Linked DNA regions of Rattus norvegicus: region 1 is linked to region 2. Evidence: chromatin contacts called from public Hi-C data. All regions are on one chromosome and are shown on one strand. The core of a region is the stretch at or near the end of the contact, and the rest is flanking DNA. Distances in the headings are between cores, read along the strand shown.

Evidence for each region. A called contact is a pair of places that touch in the nucleus more often than the background predicts.
Region 1: a Hi-C map of the A7r5 cell line shows a contact between it and region 2, with 2.6 times the contacts expected there. The contact joins the promoter of Igsf9 here to the enhancer-like site in region 2. A contact is called at or near these places in 2 of 12 Hi-C or Micro-C datasets (the A7r5 cell line and hepatocytes).

What each region holds. Positions count from the first base shown.
Region 1 is chr13:87,479,808-87,483,068 of GRCr8, forward strand. It overlaps Igsf9 (immunoglobulin superfamily, member 9), which reads left to right and starts at 1,582. Exons shown (of 21, transcript NM_001107197.1): 1 at 1,582-1,694.
Region 2 is chr13:87,418,704-87,421,906 of GRCr8, forward strand. No RefSeq gene overlaps it. Among named protein-coding and RNA genes, the nearest start is that of Pigm, 50 kb to the left of the region's middle. Within about 2 kb of position 1,693, at least 10 of the 93 cell types and tissues checked have an H3K27ac peak or open chromatin away from gene starts, as enhancers often do. A contact at or near this core is called in the A7r5 cell line, where this site is marked.

The sequences.
Region 1 (3,261 bases), core at 332-2,831, 61 kb after region 2:
AGCCAGCCCCAAGAGTTGCTGTGATCATGGCACCTCTTCACAGCACTGAAAAGACTGTGTGTGCTTGTGCTCCCACCTCCTTCCCCCAGTCCAAGTTCTTACCGTGGCTCAAAGCACCCAGGCACTTATACCTAGAAGAATGTTCCACTCTCAGGCCTTACTAGAGATGGAAGGCCAACCACAGCAATGAGATCTGATCTGGATGGCCACTATAGGGGGTGGTGAGACAGTGGCATAGGTGTGCTTAAAATCTTCCCTAAGGGTTCCCGACCATGATTTCAATGTTTTACCAGAGCCAGACTGTGGGGAGGACAGTAAGTTGCTACCATGGAGGTCTTCTGAAGGAGCTCACTGGGACATATCTGGACAATGTGGCTTGAGCCTGGTGGGAAAGCAAATGGCACACACCCGCACAGGAGAGCCAAGACTAGTACAGGTTTCTGAGGGCAGCTTTAGTTCTGCCTGTGGATAAAATGTCCAAGAGGTGATGACGTGGTTGCTGGAGCTGAGGAGGGCTTAGGGCGCACCTCTTTTCTAACAGTGACTTCTGCTGGATCTGAATTCGGACCCTGTATGTGTCTAGGTGGGAAATCTTGGGCAAGGTCCTTCATCTGGTCTGGCCGCTGTTTTCTCACTAATACAGAGAGCTGCGCTCACTCTGCGGAGTTTCAGCGCAGATTACACGAGCAATAAAGTAAACCGTGCCTATCCCAGGGTCTGGCACCCTGCAAGGGTTCAGTGCGTGATCAGGTACTTCATCCATTCTCTTTCAGTGGCAGGCTGTCTGGGTGCCTGTCATTTCCTCCTCCGGGGCTTATTTCTCTAGGTTGGTGGTGCTAAAAGCTCTAGCAGTCCCAATCTAAGAGCTCAGCACAAGGGAGGGGCCTGGGTAAAAGCTGGGAGCTCGCCAAGACAGACAGGTATTTCCAGTCCAGCGAGAGGAAATGGGTGGGGGTGGGGATAAAGATAGAAGAGATCAGATGGGCCCCAGACTTGGGTGGATCCCCAGGGAGGGGGCGGGGAGTCGTGCTTTCCTCCTAGTGCTCTTGCCCCTAGCTCAGATTTCAACCTCCGATGCCTCCTTTGTAGCACGCTTGTTCAGAAAGGGGCGGGGTGGGGGGGAGGGAGGCCACAGGTAGGTTATAAGGGAAGGAGGGCCTGCAAGCAGCCTGCAAAGTGGGTAGGCTCTTGCGGTCCTAGGTGCACCGATCTGTTTGACCTAGTAGCCCCTCTGACTCGAGGCGGGAAGCGGCGATCAGCCTTCCCTCGCTTAGTTGTACAGAGCTCCACGAGGGGGCGACCAGAGCCCACGTGCGACCGCGTCCTTCTCTCTCTAAACTACAACTCCCAGGCGGCTCGGGGGTCCCGCCCGCCTTGTTCGGCCTCTGTTGGCTCCAATTGGCCGCCGCGGGAGGGGGATTGGCGGTCTCCAGGGCGACGGGAGGCGCTCGGGGCATCTAAGGCGGGGAGGCGGGTCCGCCCCCTATTGTGTGGCTGCGAGAGCAGAGCTGTGCGGTGCAGAGCAGGTGAGGGTGGGGGTGTCCTGGGGGTAGAAATGGGGTGCCAGCGGGGACAAGGGGAACAGCGTGTAGTTGTGGGGGACAGAGGGAAGCGGGAGGGCTCTAGAGAGAAGTGAAATTATCTGGGGGAGCAGAACTAGGGTAGTTTTGGAAGCGAAGTGGAATTACTGATAGGTTCCCCGAGATCTGGAAGAGTCTTAGAGGTAATGTAGGGGAGTTCTTGGCGGGTTCCAAAAGAAAGGCGTTCCAGGAGCCAGAGAATGCGAGGGAAAAGAGAATTGTTGTGGTAGACTATCAGAAGTGTATTGTGGGCTGAGCCGGGGAGAATTGGGGAGGTGGGGGATTCCCGGGAAAGCGGGGGTGGGGTGGGGTGGGGGGGAGGGCAAATGGGAATTCAGAAGGAGGCCAGCCAGGAGTGCTTTTGAGGGGAGACCTGCTGCAACTGGAGATTAGGTGTGAGACGCTGGAATTTTGCAGACACTGAAAAGTGTGTGGCTGGGATGGGAGTCCTGGAAGAAAGGAGGAGTGTTGGATGGAAAGACCGAAAGGACCGAAGACGGATGGGGAGTAGGAGTTGGGGTAAATTCTGGGGATGCTTTGGTCATCAGGCATTCTTGGTAGAATCACCAAGATTCTTGGTGGAGCTGGAAGAGAATGGCTTCTATGTGCTACAATTTGAAGGTTTTCTGGGGAAATCCAGGAGAGCTGGCTGTGCAACAGAAGGCCAGGGGATTATCAGGAGTCAGGCATACAGGGACATTATGCAGAGAGGCAGGGACGATACTGCCCTGGGAAGGGTATTTTGCTGACAGTGCTGAATTGTGGGAGGCCAAGAAGAGGGTGGAGGCCACAGAGCAGAGTCCACTTGGGTTTGCCAGGCCCAGGTCAGGGCCCTTTGCTTCTTGGTGACTGCCTTAGAGGCTGAGAGGGTGGTGCTGGCAGGGGTGCCTACCTCCCATGCTCTAGGGTTCTTTTTGTGTATCATAGGGACTTAAAAGCATTTTTTGTTTCTTCCAGATCATGCCTTTAGGGTTAGGGGGAAGGAAGGGCCTGGCAAATCCTGGCACCCCCAGGATACTAGAGAGGAGTGTGTAGGAGTAATTAGGGTGAAGCACTAAGTCAGGGTGTCTGGCAGAGGGAGGGTTCTCTGGCAACATCACGAAGAAAGTGGCTACAGCTGCCAGCCCTGGATCTGTCCAGACCTGGAGGATGCTGCCTCCCTCTCCCACCCCCAGCTCCTCCTCTCTCAAGCCCCTGACTCACTCACTGCCAAAAGCAGTGTGGATGGAGTGGAGACTGTCTCTAGGCTCCAGGGCTCCCCACAGAGCATGGGGAATAGGGTGAAGAATTGGGTGTGGGTGCTTGCTATTGAGTAAGGGGCTAGATTATCTTAAATTTGCTCTAGACTAGCTATCTGTTTCTGAGCAAGATCCTTAGGATCCTTATTGATCAGACCAGGAGAGAGAAAGAGAGAGAGAGAGAGAGAGAGAGAGAGAGAGGGAGGAGAGAATATGAATGAATGTTATCTGTTGCCTTGTTGACATCAGGAGGAAGGAAAGAAGAGTGGGGGTGCTTGGGGAGCTAGCTACTCCACAATGGTCTTCATCTCCAGGGCTTTCCTGATAAATCCTTTCCTTTTGTATGAGAACCCCCTAGTTTTCTTTGCTCACTTTGCTAAGAATATTGTATCAATTGCCAGGCATTCCCAAAATTCCTTTGCTTTTTCCTGGATCCGTTTCCT
Region 2 (3,203 bases), core at 443-2,942:
TCTTGGATTCCCTTTGTAAGTATCTTATTTAGAAATTTTACATCTTCGTTTATAAGGAAAATGAGTCCGTAATTCTCTTTCATTGTTGGGTCATTAAGTGGTTTCATCAGGGTAACCGTGGCCTCATAAAACAAACTGCACAATATTCCTTCTGTTTCTATTTTGTGGGATAATTTGAGAACTATTGACATTAACTCTTCTTTGAAAGACTGGTAGAATTTTGTGCTAAAACCATCTAGGGTTTTGTTGTTGTTGTTTGGAAGACTTTTTTTTTTAAAGAATTATTTATTTATTTTATGTATGCGAATACACTGGTCCTGTCTTCAGACACACCAGAAGAGGGCATCAGATCTCACTACAGATGGTTGTGAGCCACCATGTGGTTGCTGGGACTTGAACTCAGGGCCTCTGGAAGAGCAGTCAGTACTCTTAACCGCTGAGCCATCTCTCCAGACCGTTTGGAAGATTTTCAATGCTTCTATTTCACTAAGGATTACAGGTCTATGTCTGTTGTTTATCTGATCTTGAATTAACTTTGGTAAGTGGTATTTATCAAGAAAATGATCCATTTCTTTTAGATTTTCCAATTTGGTGGAATACAGGTTTTTTAAGGGTGTCCATATGATTCTCTGGATTTCCCCTTGTTCCTGTGTTTCCCTTTTCATTTCTAATTTTGTTAATTTGAATATAGGTTTGTCACTCTTACTGATTTTCCGAAATCTTTGTTTCATTGATTTTTTTTTTTGTATTTTTGTTGTTGTTTGCTTGTTTCTATTTTATTGATTTCAGCCTTGAGTTTGATTATTTCTTGCCATTTGCCCCTTTGGCATATGCTTGCTTGCTTTCTCTTTCTTTCTTTCTTTCTTTCTTTCTTTCTTTCTTTCTTTCTTTCCTTCCTTCCTTCCTTCCTTCCTTCCTTCCCTCCCTCCCTCCTTCCCTCCCTCCCTCCTTCCTTCCTTCCTTCCTTCTTTCTCTCTAGAGGTTTCAGATATGCTGTTAAATTACTAGTATGAGATCCCTTTAGTTTTTTGTTTGGTTTGGTTTTTGTTTTGTTTATGTAGACAGTGTTGTGAACTTGCCTCTTAGAACCATTTTCCTGGAGAAATGGCTCAGTGGTTAAGAGCACTGACTGCTCTTTCAGAGCTTGTGAGTTCAATTCCCAGCAACCACATGGTGGCTCACAACCATCTGTCATGGGATCTGATGCCCTCTTCTGGCAGGCAAGTGTACATAGAGCACTCATATACATAAAATAAATAAATCTTTTTTTGTTTTAAAGAACCACTTTCATTGTGTCCCATAAGTTTGGGTGTTTATGTTGTATATCAATTTTTGGAGGGACCCACACATCATGGGTTGTTCCCCTCTAGACCCGGGATTAGGCACAGATCGTACCTAAACACGAGACTGTTTACTAAGCAAGGTGAAGAGGTAAGGTGGCTGTGTCTGAATCAGGCAGACATAGCAGCAAATAGCTTTGTAGGAGTGATTTCAAAGGGAAAAGGGGAAGTCTGTGTTAGAGTAAGCGAGGATGAGCTGGTAAGCTCTGATTGGGCATGCTAGTCAGGGTAGCCAAGGAGGGATTTGTGATTACAAGACCTTCCTATTTTGACATTTGGGCCTGGGTGATCAGCCTTAGGAATGAGTCAGGCATGAGGAAGTAGCCAAATAAGGGAACAGAGCAGCTGGGTGGCTGGCTTTAGGAATGTGGAAGTGCCTAAATAAGGGAATTAGATTAGCAAGGGAGAGGGAAGAAGGGAGAACAAGACCTGCTGGTGTCGTGCTGGCTGTGCTGGTCGTGCTTGGCCCTATTAGAGCCCTCTAATTTTCACTCAATTCTAGAAAGTGTTTCTTCTTAATTTCTGTCTTGACTCATTTTTCATTTGGTAGTGAGTTAGATTTCTATGCGTTTGTAAGCTTTCTGTTGTTTCTATTGCTGTTGATATCCAGCTGTAGTCCGATAGGATACTATAGCGTGAGTTTTTGCTACTCTATTTTATGCTCCTGGTGGGTTGAGCTTCCAGTCAATCACCCAGGGAATCTTTGGATTTGCTAGTAAAAGACACACACACACACACACACACACACACACACACACACACACACACACACACACTAGCTTGTTTTTAATACGCTGTTTTGCTCAATGGCTGGGCACATCTTTCTCCGCCTGCTACCCTGGGCTCAATTATGGAAGCAGCCAGTGGACCACTTACCCGAACTCTCACATGGCTGGTTGGCTTTATCTCCTGCAGCTCCTACGTCCATCACATCCCACCCTTCATGGTGATTTCTCCTTCTCCTCCCCGCCTGCATCCTAGCCCACGCAACTCTAAGGGTCCTGCCGGTCTCCCTTTGTCCAACCATTAGCAGCCACTGGCATCAAAAACCAAACGGGGACAAGAACCCTTAGTGTTTGGACACTCAGACTCCTGACTGAATCAAAGCATTAGAACCAACCTCCAACAGGAAGCAGGCTGTTACTTCAGTCTTCTTGTATTGTGTTCGAGTGTGTGGTTAATTTTGGAGAAAGTTCCATGTGATGCCGAGAAGGCATGTTCTTTTGTGCTTGGCCGAGGTGTTCTGGAACTATCTATTAAATCCATTCGGTTTATTCTGAAGTTAGCGCCAGCACTTCTGTTTAGTTTGTCTGAATGACCTGTCCATTGGTGAGTGTGGGGTATTGAAGTTTCCCACTATCAGTGAGTGAGGGTCAATGTGTGATTTAACCTATAGTGGTGTTTCTTTTACCAACTTGGCTACCCTTGTGTTTGGTGCCTAGATGTTCATAATTAAATGTCCTCTTGGTGGATTTTTCCTTTGGTGAGTACTGTAGTGTCCTCTCCCATCTCTTGTGATTAGTTTTGGTTGGCAGTCTATTTTGTCAGATATTAAAATGGCTACCCCAGCTTGTTTCTTAGGTCCGTTTGCTTGGAATATCTTTTTTTTTTTTCTTTTTCCTTTTTTCGGAGCTGGGGACCGAACCCAGGGCCTTGTGCTTGCTAGGCAAGCGCTCTACCACTGAGCCAAATCCCCAGCCCCTGCTTGGAATATCTCTTTCCATCCTTTTACCCCGAGGTGATGTTTATCCTCGGCGTTAGAGTGTGTTTCCTGGATGCAGTAGGATGGATTCTGTGTTTGCATCCATTCTGTTGGTCTGTCTTATTACTGGGGACTTGAGACCATTGGTGTTGGGGGAGTCT